Linked DNA regions of Ovis canadensis: region 2 is linked to region 1. A link is a contact called in public Hi-C data. All regions are on one chromosome and are shown on one strand. The core of a region is the stretch at or near the end of the contact, and the rest is flanking DNA. Distances in the headings are between cores, read along the strand shown.

Evidence for each region. A called contact is a pair of places that touch in the nucleus more often than the background predicts.
Region 2: a Hi-C map of fibroblasts shows a contact between it and region 1, with 2.8 times the contacts expected there. The contact joins two enhancer-like sites. A contact is called at or near these places in 2 of 2 Hi-C or Micro-C datasets (fibroblasts and lung).

What each region holds. Positions count from the first base shown.
Region 1 is chr24:53,892,174-53,896,757 of ARS-UI_OviCan_v2, forward strand. The region is part of intron 13 of RNF216 (ring finger protein 216); the gene reads left to right. Among named protein-coding and RNA genes, the nearest start is that of FSCN1, 63 kb to the right of the region's middle. Within about 2 kb of position 2,513, the one cell type or tissue checked has open chromatin away from gene starts, as enhancers often do. A contact at or near this core is called in fibroblasts, where this site is marked.
Region 2 is chr24:53,971,039-53,975,622 of ARS-UI_OviCan_v2, forward strand. No RefSeq gene overlaps it. Among named protein-coding and RNA genes, the nearest start is that of FSCN1, 16 kb to the left of the region's middle. Within about 2 kb of position 2,558, the one cell type or tissue checked has open chromatin away from gene starts, as enhancers often do. A contact at or near this core is called in fibroblasts, where this site is marked.

The DNA.
Region 1 (4,584 bases), core at 1,263-3,762:
CAGTCATGTTGCTTGGGCCCAAGAGAGGCCTTCCGTTCTGTCGCACTTAGGAGCAAGGCCTGGTGTGCTGCGATTCATGGGGTCGCAAAGAGTCAGACACAACTGAGCTACTGAACTGAAATGAACTAGGAGCAAGGAGGGAAAGGTTGAAAGCTTAGGAGCAAAAAAAGAGAGAGACATACCCACAGGGCACTATGTGCTGTGACTTTGGGCTCCACAATCACTGCGATGATGATTTCAGCCATGAAATTAAAAGGCGCTTGCTCCTTGAAAGAAAAGCTATAACCAACGTAGACAGCATATTAAAAAGCAGAGACATTACTTTGCCAACAAAGATCCGTCTAGTCGAAGCTGTGGTTTTTCTAGTGGTCATGTATGGATGTGAGAGTTGGACTGGACTATAAAGAAAGCTGAGTGCCAAAGAATTGATGCTTTTGAACTGTGGTGTTGGAGAAGACTCTTGAAAGTCCCTTGGACTGCAAGGAGATCCAACCAGTCTGTCCTAAAGGAGATCAGTCCTAAATATTCTTTGGAAGGACTGAGGCTGAAGCTCCAGTACTTTGGCCACCTGATGCAAAGAACTGACTCACTGGAAAAGACGCTGATGCTGGGAAAGATCGAAGGCGGGAGGAGAGGGGGTCGACAGAGGATGAGACGGTTGGATGGCATCACCGACTCAATGGACATGAGTTTGAATAAGCTCCGGGGGTTGGTGATGGACAGGGAGGCCTGGCCTTCTGCAGTCCGTGGGGTTGCAAAGGTCCAGACACTACTGAGCGACTGAATTGCGCTGACTGACTATGTGCTGATGTAGAAAACAAGCCCCGAGGAGCACCCGGCTGCGCTGGCGCACTCTGATCACCAGGACTCAGAAGCACACAAGGCAGAGGGGAAAGGAGCAGGGAGGAGGGGAGCCCCCCAGGGCCGGCCGTAGGCGAGCCTGTGCAGGCCGGGCGCCCACCGGAGGTGCTGCAGTCGCCTGTGAACCCTTGTGCTCCTCCAGGGAGATCTGCAGAGTGGCCATCTTTGAGAAGAGACTGCCCGTCACGGTAAATAGCAACAGATACTTCCTTTTATTCTCCAGGCCTTGTGCTACACTGTTGTCTTTATTCTTTTCACCTGGGGCAACAGGTGGGATGCCTTGAGCTTTAGAAGTGGAGGAAAATCCAGTGGGACTTTCCAGTTACCAGCCTGGAAATATACCTGAAACCACATCATTTTCTTTTTTACTGGAGTTTCTGAAATAACTTCCTGTGTGTCATTTTTTCCCTCCAGTCTGTCCACCCAGCATGCTAAGCCATAAAATCTCTCCAATAGAGCAAGTCTGTGTGTCTGTCTCAGGGAAAAGGAGGAAAAAGGAAACTTGAGAGACTTAATTGTCCCGAGGGGTCCAAAAACGAGTGAGTGGGGGCCACATTCAAGGGGACAGCAGCCTCCACAGGGGAACGCTCAATGCGTGACCTCTGCTTCCTTATAAAAGTCCAGTTCTGCAAGGGGAAGTGAGCGCCACTGGAGAAGGAGTGGGATTGAGGGGTCAGCAGAGAGGTGAGCAAGAAAATGAAGCGATGCCGACGTGCAGAGCCCATACAGGCGTGCGGGGAGGCGGCGGCCGCCGGAAGGAGTCGGCCCGAGAGTTGTTGCTCCCTGTCCTGCTCGGATGAGCTCTGGCCGTTCCCACCCCACCCCTGCTGTCCCTCCAGGAACCTGCTGCCCTCCCAGGTTTTCCAGAAATCATTACCAATCTCGTTATCAGAAATAGTCAGAGGAGCTGTGACTGACAGTTGGGACAGCTGTAGAGGCTGTCCCTCCTTCCTCACACACTCTGAGGCCTAGCTGCCAGCCCTCAGCCCAGCCGTGCTGGGAGGTAGGGCTGTACACCGCCGTGGGTATCCACGAGGAGTCCTCGGCTATGAATTGGAGCTAAAGTTTGCAGCAGCCAGGATGCTGCTGCCAGCGTGGGGTCCTGGGTTATGTGAGCAATGCAGCGTAAGCCATCAGTAACGAACAGAGTGTGTGCCAGGAGTTATCTGCATGTTACCCAGTGGTGAGCGGGGCTCAGAGTTGAGCCAGTTCTTGGTTCCAAGAAGCCTGACACGACAGGCCTTTGGATTCCTGTCCCTGTAGGACTACAGAATGCCAGAAATTCTGTCATGAATTGTGCAAGACTTCACCAGAGAGAAATGCAAGTAGGGTGTGTGTCGATACTCCGGCAGAGAGAGCTGGCTGTGATGTTGTCAACTAGCCCCGAAGAGTGATTGCCAGCCCCTCGAGCATAGCAGTCTTAGCCACTCTCTTTCATCCGTCATCTTTCCATTTAAGAAACCTAGTCTAGTTACCTTAAAGGCCCCACCACTCAGAAGCTTCCTGTTTCCCCCTTCTCTGCCCGGGAGCACCCCAGGACTCTGGAGCACCCCAGGACTCTGACCTGTGCCCCTTCGTGTTTGTCCCCACTTGCCCGGGGTGACCTCATCCAGGCTGTCTTAAATTCCTTCTGCATGCCAGAGCCTTCCACATCTGGACTCCAGCCCCAGCTCTCCCCAAGCTCCTAGCCTGATGAGTACAAACCACACCGCCAAGAACTCCTCACATCCCCCACATAAAATCTAAATCTGTTGTTTTCTTCAGGAATAACTCCATTCTTCTTGAGTCCTGGGGGGAAAACAGCATGGTTACAATAATGTCCCCATTTTCTAGTTCATCGAATATGGGAATATAGATGAATCCAGACTCCTCTTGATTAATCCCATCAGGAGACATCATTTGTTACTACAGTTGCAGATACTATGTCTCTGTAATGTCTTTCTTTTTAGGTGTTGTTTTCTTGACAAGGGTTTCATAAGAGTACACTGACAACTTCTCATAAACCATGGATCCTAAAATATTCAGATGAGTATGATGAGACCTGCATGCTCGATCTAAAAAGATTGTAACATACCTGTTCTCCCACTGCACTAATCTCATGGCTTGGGTTTTGTGAGAAAGCCTGTTAATGAGAACAAACTAAAGATGTCCTGGTCAGAGAAGCTTGTCATCTGGTAAAATGAGAAGACGTGGGAATTTTTCTCCTTCACCCTGGTATCTAAAGACTGGTGTTGGTCTGTATAGTCTGGAAGTTCCACCCTCAGGGAAACTGAACACGGAGTCGGGGGGTTGACCTGATATCCTTGCAGCCCCTCGCACTCGTCTCTGGGAACAGAGGGTACCACTCACCATACAGCGTTGGCCCAGGAGGCAAGGATTATCTGGCTGGTAAAGGGCCGTAAGGTCAAGCCAGGGCAGATTTCATAATCATTACCATTTTTGAGAAGAATTTCCCACAGCTGCCTTTTTTTATCTTCCATACTGAAATAGTGGCAGGAGCTAATCAGAATAGCCTTTGATGCCTCCAAGATAGTTAACATCCCAGCCTGCATGCTCTGTCCTCCAGGGCTCACCCTGGAGATTGACCTTCAGATCAGTCTCTTTTTACGTGAGACCCAGTTCTGCAGTGCTTCGTTATCTAGTCTTCAGCTCCTTAACCATAGAAGGGGAGAAAGGAGTACGTGGGGGCAGTCATAGAAACAGCAGTAAGGAAAAAAACCATCTGGCCAAACAAACGTGAGGACTCCAAGGGCCCAGCAGCCCTCGAGTGGGGTAAGGATGGCTGTGGTGGATGCCTGTGGCTTTGCTGGTAACAGCTCAGAGCGACTGGCATATACTGAGACCATAATGCGAGTTACCAACAAAAGGGTGAATTGTGTCCTCGTCACTCTTAAGAAGTTCCTCCCAAATGGTTAAAAAGTGAAAAGGGCATGCTTCATTCACGTTGCTGCAGATAGCATTATGTCATTCTTTCTGCGGCTGAGGAGTGTTCCGTTGTATATGTGTGTGTGCACCGTGTCGTCTCTATCCGCCCGTCTGCCAGCGGACACTTGGGTCGCTTCCATGCCTTGGCTTTTGTGAACAGTGCTGCTGTGAACCTTGGGGGTGTGTGTATCTTTTCAAAGTAAAAGTTCCTGTCTTTTCTGGATATATGCCCAAGAGTGAGATTGCTGGATCATGTGATAACTCTCTTTTTTAGTTTTTTGAGAAACCCCCATTCTGTTCCCCATAGAGATTGTATCAATTTACCTTCCCTCCAACAGTGTAGGAAGGTTCCCTTTTGTCCACACCCTCTCCACCGTTTATTATTTGTAGACTTGTTGGTGATGGTCATTGTGACCGGTGTGAGGTGACACCTCATTGTAATTTTGATCTGCGTTTCTCTAATAGCGATGTTGAGCATCCTTTCACGTGCCTGTTGGTCATCTGTCTTTGGTAACTTTTAAAGTTGCTCCTCTCCCTTCTCATGTCTTTAACCCATTTTTATATCAGATTTTTGTTTTCACTTCCCAGTTTTGGCTGGCTCTCTGTGCGCTCTACATATTAATCTGCTTTCGGTTTTAGTTCCAGATATCTTCCAGTCAGTCACGCGTCTGTTACCCTGTCTGCGGTGTCTTCCCTGGGATGAAACTACTCCGGTCACTCAGTTTGCCTTTGTAGTGTGTGCTTTTGGGGATGTGTTTAAGAAGTCCTCTCCTCACGAAAGAGCAGGTGTTCGTCTGT
Region 2 (4,584 bases), core at 1,308-3,807, 79 kb after region 1:
GGAGACGCCCAGAGGCCCCTGCCACCCCCTCCCACCACCCTGTCCAGCTTCCCCACCGGTCTCCAACCCAAAGCTGCTCCTGGAAGCCCTAGGCCCCCTCCCAGGGCAGCGGGTCCGCCTGATGATGAGTGGGGAGGACTCTGCCTCACGTTAAACAGAAAGGAATGGTGTCCCTTAAAAAGCGCACACTTGGGGCTTCCCTGGTAGCACAGTGGTAAAGAATCCACCTGCCAATGCAGGAGACACAGGTTCGATCCCTGGTCCAGAAGGATCCCACCTGCCACAGAGCAGCTAAGCCTGTGGGCCCCAACTACGGAGACGGTGCTCTAGAGCCCGGGAACCACAACTCACTGAGCCCACCAGCCGCAATTGCTGAAGCCTGTGGACCCTAGAGCCCCAGCTCGGCAACAAGAGAAGCCCCCGCACGGAGCAACCCACACACGACAGCTAGCGAGTAGCCCCTACTCGCTCCAGCTAGAGAAAAGCCTGGGCAGAAATGAAGACCCAGAGCAGCCAATAATAAATAAATAAAGAATTTTTAAAAAGTGCACACTTAGGAGTTTTCCAGATACAGCGAGAAACAGAGAAGACATCTTCCTTCCTCTCTCCTTTGGCCCTTCTTTCATTTCCCTTCTGGAACAAATGAGTCCTAAAGCCACTGGCCGAAGCAGAGCACAGTGGGCTTCCACAGCTCCCATGTGGGGTGCGCAGGAGTGGGGGCCTGAAGCTGGGCGGCAGAGGGTGGTGACTATGCCCTGCATTGACCGTGGAGGTGCCAGGTGGGTTTGGATTTCTGTGTTCAGGAGAGAGCATGGAGAGGCCCCCGGGAAGCAAAGCCAGGGAAGCAAAGAAAACAGGAGGAGGGTCCCTCCAGGAGGACAAGGCCACCCACGGGCTGGGGACACAGGGACAGCCCTGACCCCTCCCCTGGAGATATGCCACATGCCTCCAGCCTGAACCTAGGGGTCCTGGCCAGTGTTCCCACCACCCGCCCACCCTCGCCCAGAACTACAGAAGCACCTACAGCTCTGAAAGAGTTTAAGGTGCTTTCAGGAAGTCTGAGGTCCTGACGCCCACCCACACCCTCTGCTGGTCCCTGCTGGGCATAGGGAGGCTCCACCCTGTCTGCCCCTGCCTGGCATGCCCTGAATGTCCCCCACACCCATCCTTCCTAGGGGAGCCTGGACACTCACCCCGCCCTGCCCTCCTGGCTCCGGCGGTCCCATAGCGCAAGACCCACGGGCCCCATCAGCTGCTCCCTCGGAACTCTTGAGCCGAGGTAGCTGCTCCTCCAGGATTCCCGCTGACGGTCTGTGGACTTGGGCCCCTCACTCTGCACAGTCCGCAGGTACTGCTCATCCAACCCCAAGAGTGTGCCTGGCACCGGGCAGGGTCTCTTCTCATCCTCACAGTTTATCATCCCATTTTACAGATAAGGCAAGTTTCAAGGAGATTAAACTTGCCTGGGAGGTGGAGGTGGGAACAAAGCCTGTACACGCTCTCTAGACACCACTGCCAAGCTTCCTTACGAAAATCCCCTTCTCCAGACAAGAAAATCTAAACATTACACATGGGATTTGCATGTATGGCTTGCCTTATGTGTCAGTTGGATGGTGCTATTCCTTGGGAGCAAGTAAGTCACTGACAAAAAATAAAATTCTAGGACTTCCCTGGCAGTCCAGTGGTTCTGACTCCGTGCTCCCACTGCAGAAGGCGCAGATTTGACACATGGACGGGAGGGGAACTCAGACCCCATAGGCTATGTTGGCTCAGCCAACAAAAAGAAAAGAAAGTTATGTACAAAGAACCTTGAGTTCTTCAGAGCTGCATTAAAATGGCTCATGTTCTGACCCTAAAAAGCAAATAAAATTTAACTGCCTCCTCCAGGCTGACTGCCTGGCTGGGGTCATCCTTGTCTCATCCTGAAGACCCTTCTGGCGACTTAACTGCTGAGTCTTAGGTGTGTGGGGAGGAGGCACAGATGACCACACCGTCCACAGGCTTCTGCCTCTCTTCCCACAGCTCATTATTATTTCCTGGCTACTCTTGACTGCTGTGTGACTTGAGGCGGGTTACCTACTCTCTCTGAACTTCAGTTTCCTCAATAGTATCAGCTTCATAATCAAGTAACCTGTAATCACTGAGTCCACCCATCCCCACCCCAGCACAAGGGGCAAGGAGGCGAAACAACCGGAGGGCGGGGGCCCGAGGGTAAGCTCCTAGGCGGGAACGGAGCCAGGCTTGGGGAGCGAGGGGGTGCGAGGTCTGGGTAAGGAGACCCAGGTTTTCCCCAAGGTGGAACCCCCAAGTCTGCACGTCTGAGGTTCACAACAACCTCGACCCCAGTTATTATCACAACACCTAGGTTGTGACTCATGCGGGGCGCCGAGATCAGGGTGAGGCTGGGCTCGTAGCCTGGGGACCCAGCCCCCCAAATTCCTTGGGGGTCTTGCGGTGGGGATGGGCTGAGCCGGTCCCTGTCTTTGTGCGGGAGAGGGCGTGGCCTGTTGAAGACGGACCAATCCGGGGAGGCCGAAGGTCTGGAAAGCCATTGGGGAGGCCGTGGCTGGGTCCTGGGCGTGGCCAGGAGGGAAACGGGGCGGGGCTCCTGCCTGGGGCCGTAGTTGAGGGTCCTTTGGGGGTCCTCTGAGGCCGCGGGGCGACCCCGGGGAAAAGGAGGGTCCATGGGAGGGGGCAGTGCGGGGGGGAAGGGGGCCTGGGATCCAGTGGTGGGATCAGGGCGAGCAGAGGCGCCGCCGCCGGCGATGGGGGAGCCCCCGACTCTGGGCGCGACTAGGAAGGGGGCGCCCCCGGGTCCGCGAGGTGCTGCGGGGACACGCCCTGCCCACCCTAGGGGACCCCGCGTCCCTCACCCCGCCCCCCGCCCCACCCCGAGTCCTTCCTCCCTTGGCAACTCCCGCTTCCAGATCGCTTCCCGCCCCGGCCGAGTCCCGGGACGGCCCTTCCCAGCCCCTTCCGTGCACAGCCTCCCCTCCCCCGCTCGCTTCCTGCCGGCGGAGGCGGCAGTTCGCGCAGCTGGAGGTGCGGCGAGGTTGGAGGCTCCTGGCAGGGCCTGACTGCCTTCCTTGTGGGTGTGGTTCCCGGAGTCCTCCCCAGCAGCACCCTAATCCAGAGCCCCTTCTGTCCTCCACCCTCCACACCTCAGCTACTGCAGCCCCCTCCCAGCCAGACAGACCCCAAGGCTGGGTGATGGCCGCATCCTCAACCGCCTGAAGAATTTCCTTGTCAGTCTCTCCTTTCCGCCTCCACTATGCTTCCCAGGCAGGGCTCCTACCCCACATCCAACCCTCCCCTTCTTTTTAAGGACAGCTGAGGGTTTTCTTGGTGGCTCAGATGGTAAAGAACCTGCCTGCAATGCAGGAGACCCGGGTAGATCCCTGAGTTAGGAAGATCTCCTGGAAAAGGAAATGGCAACCCACTCCAGGATTCTTGTCATGGAGAGTGAAGCCTGGTGGGCGACGGTCTGTGACGGGGCTAACGCATGCCCCGCACACAGGTTTTCTTTCTGCTCTGTGCTCTTCCTCTCGACTCCTGAGCGGGGGCCACCCCCTGACCTCCCCATCCACAGTCATTGCTTCAGGGATGGGCCCGACCTCAGTTGCTCAATGTGGAGCGACCCGGGGCATGCTTGGCACCCTGGCCCAGAGCACTGCCGTCTGCCCCAAGTCACCGTGCCCTGTGGATGTGCCACATGGACCTGCAGCAAGCATTTGGCCATCCTGTAGGCAGAGCTGACCCATGGGGGAGAAGACAATGCTTAGAGAGTCAGAAGTTGAGCCAGAGCCCCGATCATACCATCCCTGACATCCCATTACCCCTAGATGGCTACAGAAGCCATATTTGCTGTTCTAGAAAAGATGCATTGGATTCTCCATTTCTTGCAATGTGAAGATGTTCACTGACATGTTAGCCCATCAACCCTGGGGAGATAATTAATTCTCATTTTACAGGCAGGGAGACTGAGGGTCACAGTGGCTAATGTCCTCAGTTCACTCAGGAGAGCCGGCAAAACTGGGACTAGAAGTGAGGCTTTCCTGAACCCTTTTGAGTGCTGTTTGGGCTAGATGTGTGTGATACTGGAGTGGGTTGCCATTTCCTCCTCCAGGGGATCTTCCCTCTCCAAGCATTGAATCCATTGAACCCATGTCTCCTTCACTGGCAGGCAGATTCTTTCCCAGGGAGCCGCCTAGGAATCTCATTCTCTTAGGAGATCACAAGTCCTTTCCAAGCTCTTGACCACTAGTTGCTTATCAGTTCTTTCTTCCCCAGGGGCTGAATCCATTTCAGTTGAATGGCATCCAGTTGAAAGGAGGAGGTGGGTTGGGGAGGGGGATTCCCAAATTCCCAACAGCAGGCGGAAGCAACCACAGGTCCCCCTCCACCCTGTCCTCTGCCCCACTGGAAACTTGAAAGCCCAAAGAGGGGCCAAATTTCCCTGAAATCACACAGCACCTTGGAGGAGCTGGAGACTGTGGCTGCTTTAAGTCCTTCTGAACCCAACTGTCACTAGCTTTATGGGGTCCCTAGGACATTTGGACCAGAGTGGAGCTATTTAGCTCTTGA